Linked DNA regions of Sus scrofa: all the other regions are linked to region 2. The links are chromatin contacts, called in public HiChIP or PLAC-seq maps. All regions are on one chromosome and are shown on one strand. Each heading gives the region's core, a stretch centred on a gene start, on an enhancer-like site or on the middle of the called end of the contact. The rest is flanking DNA. Distances are from core to core; before and after follow the strand shown.

Region 1 (2,700 bases), core at 52-2,551, 140 kb before region 2:
TTTTTTTCTTTCCCTCCTCAGTCCAATTCCAGGCCTCCTTGTTTAAAACAAAACAAAGCTTTCCAAACCTAAACTCTATGCTGCGGCATTTTCCTTGAGTGGACGTACTGAGCGATGGTGGCTGGTAGCCTTCATCTCACAGGACTTCTTAGGCTCTGAACCCTGATGGTCCAGCTCCCCTGGCGAACGAAGGTGGGGCCGTCCCTGGCCTTGGGAACCCACTCCGCCCTTCGGTCACCTTCAACACATCCTTGAACATTCCGAGATGCTCCTGTGTGGGCCTCTCATTCTGTAGCCACAGTTGCAGAAATGCACCTCAACCATCATCCATCAAATCACCAGATGTCACCAGCTTTCCAGTTCCTGAGATACCTCTTGGTCCTTTTCTCACCAGGCTGGATAATTTTGATTCCTATAACGAATTCCACCACCCACCATCATTCCTTCTCTTCCATCTTTCCTTCCTTCCTTCCTCCCTCTTTTCTTTTTTGGCCGCCCCGCGGCATATGGAGTTCCTGGACCAGGGAGCAGATCTGAGCCGCAGTCGTGACTGAAGCTACAGCTGCGGCAATGCCAGATCCTCAACCCACTGTGCCGGGCTGGGGATCGAACCTGCGTCTCAGCACCCCCAAGTCACCACCAATTCCATTGCGCCACAGAGGCAATTCCCATGCCTTCTTTTGAAATCACTCCAAGCATCTTTCTTAATTTTTAGAGCCTCCGTTTTATAACAAGAGGCTAAGCCCTAAGTACAATGACAAGATTGTGACATGGTCTCTCTCTGCCTCTCTGCCTGGATCCCTGTTGAACGAGTGTTCAAATGCAAGAAAAATCTTTTACGTGTCAAAGTCTTTTTTGCAGTTCACAGAGCACCACCGTCCCCTTTATCTCAGCCTCTCTGCCTGGATCCCTGTTGAACACATGTCAAATGTAAGAGAAACCTCTTACATGTCATTGCTTTTTTTTTTTTTTTTTTTTTTTTTTTTTTTTTTTTTTTTTGCAATTCACTGAGCGCCACCATCCCCTTTATCTCACCCATCAGACCCTCTTAGTGTCTTACTATTTCCACTGATTCAGGTTAAGCTTGGCCCACTGGTCTTTATTTAGCTCATCTTTGTTATACCTGTGGGTAGATCTTATAAGCAGGCCTTGGCACTGGTTTACTTGTGGGTTTCCTTTTTAAAGGTCAGTGTGAAACAGGAAATGTGACTAAGAAAATCTTCCTCCATAAAGCTTCACTTCATTAACTGGAAAAAGGAGCCCATTGCCTCTGCCCCAATACTTACTCATGACCCAAACAGACACATTTCAAAAGAACACATAGTTCCCCAAACACTGAAACGTGCACACTAAGGTTCATGTGTGGATTGAGTGGTGACAGGTCAGGCTTGCCTTGTCTGGTCCATCCTCCTGCCAACTCGGGCTGCCTGTCACCATTCCTCACAGAATCTGGGGATTCTATGAAGGGACCTGGGAGGTCAGGGAGACCTCGTGCCTGACCAAGGAGGGGGTGGAGTTTAGGAGCTGGAACAGTTGGCAATATTCGTGTGGATGAAGGGCGAGCTAGATGGAAATCTGGGAGTCTTGACTCTTAAGCCACATCTGCCCCATTAAACCACATGCCTACCTCTTAAGCTTCTGGAGGGGCCCCTGCATCTTTCTTCTCTTAGCACATAAGCCCGGTGATGCTGCAGTGTGGACATGGGGTTGTGGGAGGGGACCCTGGGCAAACCCTCTAGGCTTCCACCCTTGGGGAGGCGGTAGTTGAGACACTTGGGATTGTTAGGTTTGCAACCTTACTCTGGTTTCCTCAACTATAAAATAGAAAAATAATAGCTCTTACTGTAGAGGATGAGCATGTGAGATGAAGACAAATTAATGCACAGAAAACATTTAGAGCAGTCTTGATGTGTGATCACTCTGTTAAGTATTAGCTATTATTATTCCGATGGGTTGGTCAGCTTTCCTCCATTCTATTCAACTGGACGAGAATTTGGCACCAACCAAGGGTTTTGCTGGGGCTGTGAAAATGGCCACATTGAAGCTCCACCTTAACTCTGGCCAGTCTCCCAAAGGCCAGCAGTTTGTCTTAAGGAAAACTGAAAAAAAAAAAAAAAAAAAAAAGAATATAGATGGTCCAATGCACAGTCGACGCTGGGCTATGTGGCATGGGGCCCACCTCTGAGATGTCCTGGTTTAGGACTGCAAGCAGTGCTGAGCTCTCAGAGACCTTGGGCCCAGTGTCAGTTCTGGCTTGGCATGTGATACTGGGCTGGGGAGCACAGCTTGAGGTGTAGGGGCTTGGGGCTCCATGTACTTGGACCAGACGCAGAGAGGGAATGTGGGATGACGTGAGGGGTGCCATGGTCAGGCTCAAGGGTGCTGAGTCCTGGCTTGACTCACCCTTCCATCTGCAATCTCAAGGCCTGTCTGCATGCTGGGAAATTCCTGGGGAGGGGAGGAGGTTAAACTCTGACCCTAAAAGGCACGTAGATGCTTCTTCAGAGCCTCGAGTTGCCTCACTCTGCCCGACAGCTTCCTGAAAATGTAGTCTTACCACACTAAGAGGAAGGATGGACCTGTAGTAGTGTGGGACCCCGGGTCAGTAGGATTTACAGGGGGAACCAGAGATGCAGCTGCGTGTGTGAATGGTGAAAAGGGCTGAAATTTTACTAAAACATTTCCACTGCACACATCCAT
Region 2 (2,700 bases), core at 57-2,556:
AAGCGTGTAATTAGCAAGGGTAAATCTGCAGAGGGAACCGGAAGCATGCATTCTGGACTGACTCATCCATCATTTTGGATCCTCTTCCATGTTCTAGCATTTTCCGTGTTGCCGTTCTGCTTCATTAGAGTAGATGATCTTGAAGGGGGAATAGTGCAAAGGCCCAGGGTTCCCAACATGCCAAGGAGTTTGTCCTATGCTTGGCCTGGTCAGAGGAGAGCACTGAGCAAACTCCCAGTTGAGAATCTGGGGCAAAATCTAGGTCATGTGTTCCCAGTTCAGCTCAACGTCAAGAAACTCAAGCTGCTGCATGGGGGTGGGGGGTGTGCCTTAGACACCTCCAGTTTCATATCCCTGGCACCTTAGCCCAGAAGAAGCCAGAGGGGAAATGTGCCCTGAGGGGGAGGGGCAGGGGCTGCGGGCCGGGGACGTTGGGTCCGGGTGGGGCAGATGAGCAGTCACCGGCCACACCATCACCCCCTTTTCATCCCCGAGGCCCCACGCACGTGTCCAGCAGCCTTTGGGTGATAAGACTGTGAAGGAAGAACTTCTCATTTCGAGGCAAAGTCTGAGACCCTCTTGCCGCCTCCTGAAGCCCTGAGTCTTCCGGAAGAGGCCTCTAGAGGAAGACCTCATGGAGAGAGAATGAGTTCAAGGGGACTGTCATGGGAACGCACATGGTGGGTGAGATGTGCAAAGAAATTAAAAATAGGTGGGAAAGAATACTGATGCATGCGCACACTCACTCACAATTGAACGGGTTTCTGGGAGAGGAAATTGCAGTCTCTAATGCATATGAAAAGTCCTGGAGCGGGAGCACTAAAGACAGTGGGGGTGGGGAGCTGGGTGAATCACAAGATTCCCCTTAGGCAAACATGCTGTCCCACCTCCAAAAGGCTGTCCTTCCTCCTCAGCTGCTCTGCTCTGTCACCAGACACCCCTGCCCAGGCTGACAGTTCCACGTCCACACACAAAGCACACCAGTGAGCCTTTCCTTTCCCAAGCTGTGGAGGGGTCTTCTGGGGGTTGGAAAGGATTCTTTCTGGGCCGTCCAGCCCAAGCTGATGAGCTCAGCTGTCTCCTCTTCTAGGAAAGCAGGCAGGGCTTCTAGGAAAGATTTACTGCAACAGAACATGGCTACCTTCCACCAGCACCCCAGTTAGCCCCGTCTTTCTTCCAAGCCAGAGATTGAGGTTGGAGAAGTTTAGAGAAAGGATGCTGGGTATAGACCAATAGTCCTGTCCTGGGGGACTGAGAAGCTGTGCAAAGGCAGAAGGAGCCTCTCTGCATGCCCACAATTGCACAACAGTGGTGCCACTCTAAATGCCAGCCCAGAGAAGTGCCCTATGACCAACCAGCCCAGATGCCAGGCACTTGCCCCTTGGCCTCTGGCAGTTAAGAATGAAGAAACCGGAGTTCCCGTCGTGGCTCAGTGGTTAACGAATCCGACTAGGAACCATGAGGTTGCGGGTTTGATCCCTGGCCTCACTCAGTGGGTTAAGGATCTGGCATTGCCGTGAGCTGTGGTGTAGGTCAGATGCAGCTCGGATCCCACATTGCTGTGGCTGTGGTGTAGGCTGGCAGCTACAGCTCCGATTCAACCCATAGCCTGGGAACTTCCATATGCCCATGGGAGCAGCCATAGAAAAGACAAAAAGACCAAATAAATAAATAAAGAGGAAGAACCCAATGCCCTGTTGCCAACCTGTCATATTAAAGTTGTGAATTCCTTCTCCGTCCCATCAGATTTCCCTTCCCTCTCTCCAAAACCTACAAGGACTGGCCCTAACTGGTCCCTTCTACAGTTTTCTTCTCTCTACTGCTGGGATGATTTGGTCCCTGCCTGAAGCTTCTGCCTGCCTGAGCCTCAAGGAGCCAATGGGATCATGGGCTGATGGAGCTTGAGAGCCAACCACAGGCCAGGCCCTGTTCTAAAGGCATCTCATGTACTAACTCACTGAGTTCTCACAGCTCTATGACGTGGGCACTGTTAGTATTTCTATTTTCCAGGTGAGGATACTTAGGCCCAGGAAGGTTCATTAACTTGCCCAGGGTCACACAGCTGGCAGCTTGGCTCTGGAGTCCTGCTCTTAAGGCCACACCACAGGCAGAATAAAGGGGCTCTGGTTCTGACAGGCTGCTGGTCCATATCTGATGGTGGCCCCCAGCGTGACAACAGGATTCTGTCTTGTTCCTGTGCTTGGGTTCCTGCTTTGGAGATGTCCTGATGTGCTCATCTCGTCTGTGATTCCTTAGAATGCCCTATTTTTACCATCCCCCTTTTCAAGTTCTGGGATCCCACCCAAGCCCATTATGTTGGTCATGGCCATGGACCTTGCTGATATCCAGAGGATAAGAGCGATGCCTTCTTTGACTCTGGGTCCCACACAGAGCCCCTAGTGCAATGCCTAACATACGAGAGGTGCTCAGTTTACATTTGCTGAAGGAAATCAAAGTCAAAATGCTCTGTGCCTCAGTTTCCTCATCTGTACAATGGACCAAAAGCAAATAGAGTTTCAGGGCAATGATTAAGTGAAAGCATATCAAGTACTTTGATCAGTATCTGGCAGGTGGCAAGTACCCTGTAAATGTGGGAGTTTTTGTCAAGGTAGTATTGTTATTCCTATAGACAGGCAGGTGAGCATCCTGGTGGAGATTCTGGGCTCTGAGTCATAAGCCGGGATTCTAATCCTGGCTCTG
Region 3 (2,700 bases), core at 124-2,623, 230 kb before region 2:
TGCCTCATAGGCCAGGAGCAGAAAGCCGCGGGCAGCAGACGTAGCTGCTAGTGGTCATCAGGTGTTTGGGGCAAGCTGAGCGCCTGGATCCCAGACAAGCGTGTATCCAAGTGTCCTATGGTGTTGCTCACAGCATGCAGTGCAGCTTCTTCACAGGCTGCCAGTCTCCAAGCCGGGTCAAGGACAAGCAGGCTGGAGCAGAATCCAAGTAGTCACCCCTTTCAGGCCCTCTCCACGTGAGGACTTTGCCATTCAAGGAGCCAGAGGACTTGCTGGGCCCGCTGCCCCTGTGGTCTTATACCTGATCTGGTTCATACATTGATCTTGGCTCTCTGTGATTGGGTACTTCTCAGCTTCCAGAATATTCTTGCTTCTAAATATCAGCCCTTCAAGGTCCAGCTTAAATATCAGCTCCACCAGGAAGCCTTCCTCCATACTCCCCTCTTTGTTTTCAGCAGCGCCTGTCTTTTCCGTCCCTGCCCACCTGTAGTGCCAGTTGGCCTCTGCTGTGGAACTCTCCTCTTTTCTTCTCTGCACCCTCCCCCCACTGAATTGTGGGCACCTGGAGGGTGGGGACAGTGTGACGGTGGTCTTTGCATCCCCCATGGTGCCTTGCACAAGTGGGTCATTCCAGAAAGGGTGGTTGCAAGAGAATCATGAAATTATTGAATGGGTTTTGGTGTTGTAAACAACTTCCCAAACATTTTGAACCTTGAGCAAAGAAACATGTAATGGTGTTTTCTTAAGCCCTGTCATGGAATCCTTTTGTGTGTTTAATTGCTTTGTTATTTTTAATGGAAACGTCTGGGTGCCATAGGAACAAAAACCATGGGTCCAAGCTCTACCAAGGGGACGAACCACAGGGCTCCACACTGTGTGGCCTTGGGGTCGGAGCCTGTGACATGGGATGGCAGGCAGCAGGCCAGTCCCCAAGGAGCAGCCAGCCAAGGAAGGCCTGTGCCTCTGGCTGGGTTTGAGGTCATGATTTCAGGCTGAGATCTCAGGATGAGGTAGAAAAGAAGGTGCCTGGAGAGTCTTGGAGAAGGCCAAAGCTCAAGGAAGACTCTTTTTTTTCTTTTCCTTTTAAAAGAAAAAGCCAGCGTGCCCCATGAAGGACTCCAGAAAACCCCTTTCATGCCTCACTCACAGATGATTTGCTGAAGGCTCATTAAGGGGAAAACAAAGAGGTGGTTTTGTTTATTTATTTAAGAGGAAAAATAAATGAGCTGTGACAAAACAATTTGAAATCAGGCCCCTCTGAGACCTGGGCTTTCACTTCCTTGATGGGAAGTAAAACAGAGAATCGAATCCCCCTCCAAATAAAAGTGAAGTTAATAATCAGACAGCTCGAGCCCTGGCCACATCCTGTGGCAGCTCCCTCCCTCCCTCGGCTCACTGTTTATAGCTGCAGAGCCGCCCTCGGGAGCCCAAAGTGGCTTAACTCTTTCCTCCCCATCCCTCTGCATCCCAGGGAAGCCCAGCGCTGCTCTGAGGCTGGCAGGCTCCTCACACCCTCTGGTGCAGGCCTGGCCTCTGCAAGCTGGCCTTCCCCAGGCCTGCCCAGGGACAGGGGGCTGGAGAGGGGGTGTGCTGTCCCTACAGGACGGCCAGCCTGCCTCTCAGCCTCTGGCTGAAGAGTTTTAACAAGCCCAGCTTAGATCTGAGTGGTGTCTTCTGCTTGTCCTGCACAAAACCCACAGTGGGCTCAGGAGGGCTGGACTGGGTACCTCCTTCCTGCTCCACCTCTCCAGGGACACCCTAGTGAAACCCACTCCAGACACAGGGCCTCTGCTCCAGGCAGCCTCCACAGCCCGATGGGCTCTGTGAACTGCATTCTGATGGAAAGAAGCCCAGACCTTTGGGGCTTTGGGCTGTGCTGTGAGCAGCGCTCTGCCTGGTTCTAAGCTGCGGTCTACGAACATTTGAACATGTGAAGGCCTTTTCTTCAAATGCTTTCCCACACTGTAACTCACTGCTCTTGGAAGCAGTTGTTACCCTCATTTTACAGAACAGGAAATGGGGGCACAGAGGGTTAAGTACCTGCCCGGTGTCACAGAGCTGGTAAATAGCTGAGCTGGGATTTGAACCCAAGCATTGTGGCTCCAAAGCCACGGCTCCTAGCCCAGCACTCAAGGTCTCCCCACAGAGACTGCTTTCTCCCCTGGAGCTGGGGGTGGGGGGCTTTCTGCAAGCTTGGAATAATCCCACACTTGGATTTCAAAGGTCCCCAAGCCTAAGGACTTTTGAGAACCTTAGAACTTTGTCTTGGGCTCCCCCACCCCGCTTTCTGTTTCTTGCTTGGGATGAAGGCACAGAAAACATGCCCAGGGGTTCAGTGGGTGGTGGAATGAGCAGATGTGCAGCAGGCGAGGACGAGACAAACCTTTCATCTGCTTGGGAGGAGGTTCTAGAGCAAGAACCCAAAGAAAGTAGACCTGGACTCCTCTCCAGTCCCTGCCAGCCCTGTAGCCTGTGGGTCCCTCACCTGAAGTCACACTGGCTTCCGGCTGAAGCTTGTCTTGCAGGAAGCTACTCACAGTTGCCTGTGGGCAAGTGGCAAAAACTTATGAGCTGGCTCAGTGGGCAGTCTGCCTCTCTGGGGTCTCTCCCTCTGCATGCCCTGGCTACTTAGCTTTGTTTTTGGAAGCATGTCTGTTGCCAAGTCCCCTTTGGTGGGTGCCTCTGACCCTGGAGGGTGTA
Region 4 (2,700 bases), core at 126-2,625, 190 kb before region 2:
ACCCCAAGGCAACGGGCTATTTAATTAAATAAGTGCCAGGTTAAATACAGATAGTTCAAGCCGGGCACAAATTAACCATGGAGGATTCTTTTTCTGATATATTTAACCACCTAACAGTGCGCCCAGCCTCAACACACCTAATATTCTAATTTTAAATATATTTTGTAAGTGGAGATGGTGCCTGCATTCTTTCTTCTTCCTGGCCTTTTTGGGAGAAAAGGCTAGCAGGCCTAGATGAGTCCATTTCACTGGTAAGAAAATTAAAAATAAGCTACTCTTGGGAGTTCCTGTCATGGCTCAGTGGTAACGAACCTAACTAGTATCCATAAGGATGCAGGTTCAATCCCTGGCATTGTTCACTGGGTCAAGGATCCGGTGCTGCCGTGAGCTGTGGTATAGGTGGCAGATGCAGCTCAGATTCCATGTTGCTGTGGCTGTGGTATAGGCCAGCAGCTATAGCTCCAATTTGACCCCTGGCCTGGAACCTTCCATATACTGCAGGTGTGGCCCTAAAAAGACAAGACAAGACAAAACAAGTGACTCTTAGTGACAATGTTAAAACACCCTCTGCTGCAGGATTGTGCTTTATGGCTGGTCTTTGCTGACATGGACAGCACATAGCTGGTGATTTAATTTTTTTTTTTTTTAAGATAAATTTAGGACTGGCCCCTATTCCAGTTGCCTGGAAAAGATTTCTTCTGTGTCCTGAAGTGTTACCCAAATGCTACTCACAGTAGCAACAAATTCAGGGTTACCTCTGTGCTGAAGCAGTCAGCTTGCAGCTAGGGATCGAATACTAATTCAGTCGTGCTACGTGGCTCGAAAAGACATAAAATGCGATCCTTATTCAAAATGTTTACATTTTAGTTGGGGAGACAAGACATAAACGAGTGAAACCATCAGTTAGCAAGACTGGGTTTTGTACTTTGATAGCGTTCTGTATGGATAGAAGAAAAGACAAGCTTGAGATAATTACGGGACAGAGGCTTGTGAAGCTCTGCCCATTGGCTGGTACATTTAGTGCCAGTGAATCAGAAAGGGGAGATTGGCGAGAGCCAGCCTCTTTCTGGACAAAGGCTTGCTTACCTCCCTCTACTGGCAGGACTCTGGGGGTATGGCAGGGCTCCTGCTCCTGCTCTGAGCCACAAGTCTTAAGGAATTGAATGTGAATGGTGCCCACTGGGTCTATGTAGGGTGGCGGGCCTGTGTCATGAAGCTCAGACTGCAGAGACCTAGAGGTGAGCAAAGGATGGGGAGGCCTCAAGGTCATGGCCTATTTTTTTTTTTTTTTTTATAGAGGTCATAGCTGTGGCATATGGAAGTTTCTGGGCCGGAGACTGGATATGAGTCACAGCTGTGCCGTGGCAATGCCAGATACTTTACCCCATTGCACTGGTCTGGGAAGTGAACCCACACCTCCTCAGGGACCTGAGAGACTGCAGTCAGATTCTTCTTCTTCTTTTTTTTTATTTTTGTCTTTTTAGGGCCGTGGTGGCATATGGAAGTTCCCAGGCTAGGGGTCAAATCAGAGCTACAGTTGCTGGCCTATGTCACAGACACAGCGATGCCAGATCCAAGCTGCGTCTATGACTTACATCGCAGCTTGCCACACTGCTGGATCTTTTAATCCACTGAGCAAGGCCAGGGATTGAACGCGAATCCTCATGGATACTAGTCAGATTCTTAACCCACTGCACCACAGTGGGAACTCCACACCTATGGGTTTGAGTTAGCCTGTGGACCCATTAAATGTACTGTGCTCTACACAATCTTCCTTTCTTTCTTTCTTTCTTTTTTTTTCTTTCTCTCTCTCTCTCTCTCCCTCCCTCTCTCCCTCCCTCCCTCCCTCCCTCCCTCTCTCTCTCTCTCTCTCTCTCTCTCTCTCTCTCTCTCTCTCTCGTCTTTTTGCCATTTCTTGAGCCGCTCCAGTGCATATGGAAGTTCCCAGGCTAGGGGTTGAATCGGAGCTGTAGCCGTCGGCCTATGCCAGAGCCACAGCAACTCGGGATCCGAGCTGCATCTGCAACCTACACCACAGCTCATGGCAACGCCGGATCCTTAACCCACTGAGCAAGGGCAGGGATCGAACCCGCAACCTCATGGTTCCTAGTCAGATTCATTAACCACTGAGCCACGATGGGAACTCCTACATAATATTTCTAAATATTTTTGAGCCAACACTTAAAAATCAAGAGATTTTTAAAGTAATGATTCATTTATCTGGCATCTCTTGAAACACTGGGATATCTGACTATCTAAGACTCCAATTCCCCTTTGGAGTCCACTGTAGCATCAGTCATGTGGATCTAGGTAGAGTCAGTTTCTTTTTTTTTGGCCACACCTGCAGCAAGTGGAAGTGCTCAGGCCAGGGATCAAACCAGCACCACAGCAGTGACCCAAGCTGCTGCGATGAAAATGCTGGCTCCTTAACCTGCCATGCCATAAGAGAGCTCTCATCAGTTTCTTTTAAGATGGGGCTTGTGTTCTCCAGCCTGCCCCAGTCCTCCCCACTCCCTATAAGTCCCCAGGACTGACTGAGCCTTCCCCTCCTGCTGATGATGGAGAAATATTTCTCTCTCTCTCTTTCTCTTTTTTAGTCATACTCGCTGCATGTGGAAGTTCCCAGGCCAGGGATCGAACCCACACCGCAGCTCTAACCAGAGCCATAGTAGTGACAATGCCAGGTCCTTAACCCACTGA
Region 5 (2,700 bases), core at 12-2,511, 210 kb before region 2:
ATAACAGACCCGGCCGCCTCGAGTGCTGGGAAGAAACGTGCGAGGGCCAAGGAGGCGTCCGGGCACGCGGGGAAATAGGAAAGAAATGCGGCCCCAAGATTTCCATCACGGTCTTCTCGCCAGCAACCCGTGGGCAGTGGGGCACACGTTGACAACTTTTTATTTGGGTGGGTGAAGGGGCATCTGAACTTAACAGTAAATAAATATATACTTCCCAGTTTTCAAAAGCATAATAATCAATTGGGGCATTTCGGTTTCGAGGATCCCATATCCCCCCTCCTCCCATCCCGCCAAAACAGCTCACTGTGACAAGCCATATGTTCCGTTCCCCTGGGGGCGGGGGAGAAGCAACAATAAGTTAAAAGTGTCGCCTTCCTCCATCTCTTTACCTTTATTTTACCAAAGCAACTTTTTTTTCCTTGTTCAGTGGTTTAGGTGTATGTGTGTGTGTGTGTGCGTGTGTGTGTGTGTGCGCGCGCATGTGTGTTGGTAGGGGTAGTTTCGGCGCGGCCCGTGGTTCAGAGTGCGCGGGGAAAGTTGTGCCTTGCTGGGTGGGTTTTTTTTTTCCCTCCGAGGAGGAGAAGAGGCGCTCATGAGGATTCGGGTTTTCTTTACAAAAACGTTTAAAGATCGATGTGTGAAATAAATACACTCCCAAGCCTGTTAAAACAATCCGCCAGGGCCGTGGTCTTTTCGCTAACAACCCGCCCCCCCCACCCCTCCAGTCCACTCTCGGAGGGTGTCCGCTGCAAAGCGATCGCGGGTGTAGACGCGTGCGGCGGGCTAAATCGCTCTGTGCTCGTCCCCGCCAGGCCAGGGCCTCCTGGGGGGAAAAAAGTCTCCTAATCCTCCTCTCTCAACCCCCATCCCCGCCCCTGAAAAAAAACAAAACCCTAAACTTGAACGCTTTGTGAGCTTCTTATTTTCAATCTCCTCTCCCCGTGGGGTTTGCGGAGGGGAGCCGAGTGCGAAAGAAAACTCGGGGAAAGAGTAAGTTATGCGGGTACTTGGAGAAGTTTCAAGGGAGATCTGCTCAAGATGGAAACCGCAGCCCGGGCGCTAAGGACGGGCTTCTGCTCCAGCTTGCAAAAAGAGAAAGTCGAGCCCGCCTTCCTGCCCGACAAAAAAACAACAACACAACAACAAGAACCCCGAAGAGGGTGGAATGAGTGATGTCACAGAGCCGCGCTCGCAGGCTGACAAAGGGGGGGGCTCCCCTCCTCCCCCCGCGCGGCGCACCGCCCCAGAGAGGGGCGCCTGCAGCGAGGGGTAGCCAAGCGAGCGGAGTCGAAACTTTTCCTCTTTAAGAAAAAAAGTTGTGCGCAGCTCGCAGTGGGTTTTTTTTTTTTTCTTCTTTGCCTTCTTTCCTCGTCTCCCCTCCCCCTTCTTCCTTTTGAAAGTTTCTTTCTTTTTTTTTTTCCCCCGAGTTTGACCGCATGGCTGATTCAACTTCAGTGTCAATCAACTTTTTTTCCTCCTCTTCCTCATTTAAATAAGTTTAAAGCTCCTCCCTCTTCTCCGGCCCACCAAATCTGAAACTTATATAAATTGGGCTTCGCGCGCCGCAGCCGGGGAGAGTCAGAAAGGCGAGGGGCGCCGGGAGCAGGCGTGTGGGACTCCAGACCGGAGAGCCTTCCCCGCACCGGGACCTTCACAACAAACCAGATCCTCGTCCCTGCCCCGTGCGAGCGCCCAGGATGACTACCACCCTTGTGTCTGCCACCATCTTCGACTTGAGCGAAGTTTTATGCAAGGTAAAGTGGGGCGGAGCATTTACTTTTCTAAGCCTTTTTCTTTTTTCTCTTGTCTGCCAAAAGAACCCCCCAAAGTTTAGGTCTGGGAAGACTGGGAAAAAGCGAGGAGAGGCGAGGTAGTTGTTTTTTCCGCCCCATTTCGCCCCCCAGTTTGAAGGAATTTGGCGCTTTCCTTCCCATCCTTTGAATTTCAGCAGCTCCTGGCGGGGATTACATGGGAATCTGGAGTCCAGAGTTTTGAGGGGCGAAGTTTACGTGGGGCTGCCCGGGGGACGCGGGGCATTGACCGGGGCAGTTTTTTTTTTTTTTCTTTTTTTCGGTGATTCATTCGTCCATAACGTGCTGCTTTTGAGCCCGGTTTCGGTAGTGGGCTCGGTTTCCCTGTGAGCGCTCAGGGTGTCGCCGCTGCCGGGCGACACCGCTGCCGGGAGGGGGTTCGAGTCTCTCCAGCCACATTGCCGGACTGCGGCTCGGGAAGTGGGGGTCCGGTGGAGAGGTAAATCTCAGGACAGTGTTTTGCTGGGATGTGTCCCCTTCTGTTCTGGAGAGGCTGGGGATCTGCGAGAAAAAGGCCAAGAGTTGTGATTCAAAGGATGTTGCAAAACGAGTTTGCAGTGGGACTTCAGCTCGCCACAGTTCGGCCAGGCTTCCTCCTGTGATAGCCGATCTCCTGCAGACTTTGGGCGAACGTGGGACTCGCTCACCTTTTTTTTCCCAAGGGACCGCGACTCGTAGATGTAGAGGGAATTGGGCGGGGGGGTACCGACAACGAAACTCCTGTTTGAGTTCAAGGGTCTCCGCGAGGAAGGATATAATAGGGGCCTCCTTAAGCCGTGTAGCTTGCCAGCCGGTGTGGAAAAAGGCAAGTTTTAAATCCCGAGTGTTCCAGGAGTGCGGCTTAAGTGTACACAACAAAAGCCCATGACTTAAATTTTTTTCGCCTCCT

The links. HiChIP or PLAC-seq counts read pairs in DNA pulled down with a chosen protein or histone mark.
Region 1: a contact with region 2 is called in an H3K27ac HiChIP or PLAC-seq map of alveolar macrophages. The contact joins two enhancer-like sites. A contact is called at or near these places in 1 of 47 Hi-C or Micro-C datasets (liver) and 2 of 2 datasets of contacts at active chromatin or transcription factors (alveolar macrophages and skeletal muscle).
Region 3: a contact with region 2 is called in an H3K27ac HiChIP or PLAC-seq map of alveolar macrophages. The contact joins two enhancer-like sites. A contact is called at or near these places in 2 of 2 datasets of contacts at active chromatin or transcription factors (alveolar macrophages and skeletal muscle).
Region 4: an H3K27ac HiChIP or PLAC-seq map of alveolar macrophages shows a contact between it and region 2. The contact joins two enhancer-like sites. A contact is called at or near these places in 3 of 47 Hi-C or Micro-C datasets (embryonic fibroblasts, liver and retroperitoneal adipose tissue) and 2 of 2 datasets of contacts at active chromatin or transcription factors (alveolar macrophages and skeletal muscle).
Region 5: an H3K27ac HiChIP or PLAC-seq map of alveolar macrophages shows a contact between it and region 2. The contact joins the promoter of ZFP36L1 here to the enhancer-like site in region 2. A contact is called at or near these places in 3 of 5 promoter capture datasets (fetal skeletal muscle, liver and skeletal muscle), 4 of 47 Hi-C or Micro-C datasets (embryonic fibroblasts, fetal skeletal muscle, retroperitoneal adipose tissue and 1 more) and 2 of 2 datasets of contacts at active chromatin or transcription factors (alveolar macrophages and skeletal muscle).

What each region holds. Positions count from the first base shown.
Region 1 is chr7:92,431,717-92,434,416 of Sscrofa11.1, reverse strand. No RefSeq gene overlaps it. Among named protein-coding and RNA genes, the nearest start is that of ZFP36L1, 63 kb to the left of the region's middle. Within about 2 kb of position 1,301, at least 10 of the 83 cell types and tissues checked have an H3K27ac peak or open chromatin away from gene starts, as enhancers often do. A contact at or near this core is called in alveolar macrophages, where this site is marked.
Region 2 is chr7:92,286,862-92,289,561 of Sscrofa11.1, reverse strand. The region is part of intron 11 of RAD51B (DNA repair protein RAD51 homolog 2); the gene reads right to left. Among named protein-coding and RNA genes, the nearest start is that of ZFP36L1, 210 kb to the left of the region's middle. Within about 2 kb of position 1,306, at least 11 of the 83 cell types and tissues checked have an H3K27ac peak or open chromatin away from gene starts, as enhancers often do. A contact at or near this core is called in alveolar macrophages, fetal skeletal muscle and skeletal muscle, where this site is marked.
Region 3 is chr7:92,514,579-92,517,278 of Sscrofa11.1, reverse strand. It overlaps LOC100513604 (a long non-coding RNA gene), which reads left to right. Exons shown (of 2, transcript XR_002345988.1): 2 at 11-775. Among named protein-coding and RNA genes, the nearest start is that of ZFP36L1, 20 kb to the right of the region's middle. Within about 2 kb of position 1,373, at least 42 of the 83 cell types and tissues checked have an H3K27ac peak or open chromatin away from gene starts, as enhancers often do. A contact at or near this core is called in alveolar macrophages, where this site is marked.
Region 4 is chr7:92,476,951-92,479,650 of Sscrofa11.1, reverse strand. No RefSeq gene overlaps it. Among named protein-coding and RNA genes, the nearest start is that of ZFP36L1, 18 kb to the left of the region's middle. Within about 2 kb of position 1,375, at least 8 of the 83 cell types and tissues checked have an H3K27ac peak or open chromatin away from gene starts, as enhancers often do. A contact at or near this core is called in alveolar macrophages, where this site is marked.
Region 5 is chr7:92,494,425-92,497,124 of Sscrofa11.1, reverse strand. ZFP36L1 (mRNA decay activator protein ZFP36L1) reads left to right here and starts at 1,261. Exons shown (of 2, transcript XM_013989124.2): 1 at 1,261-1,754. The coding sequence starts at 1,698.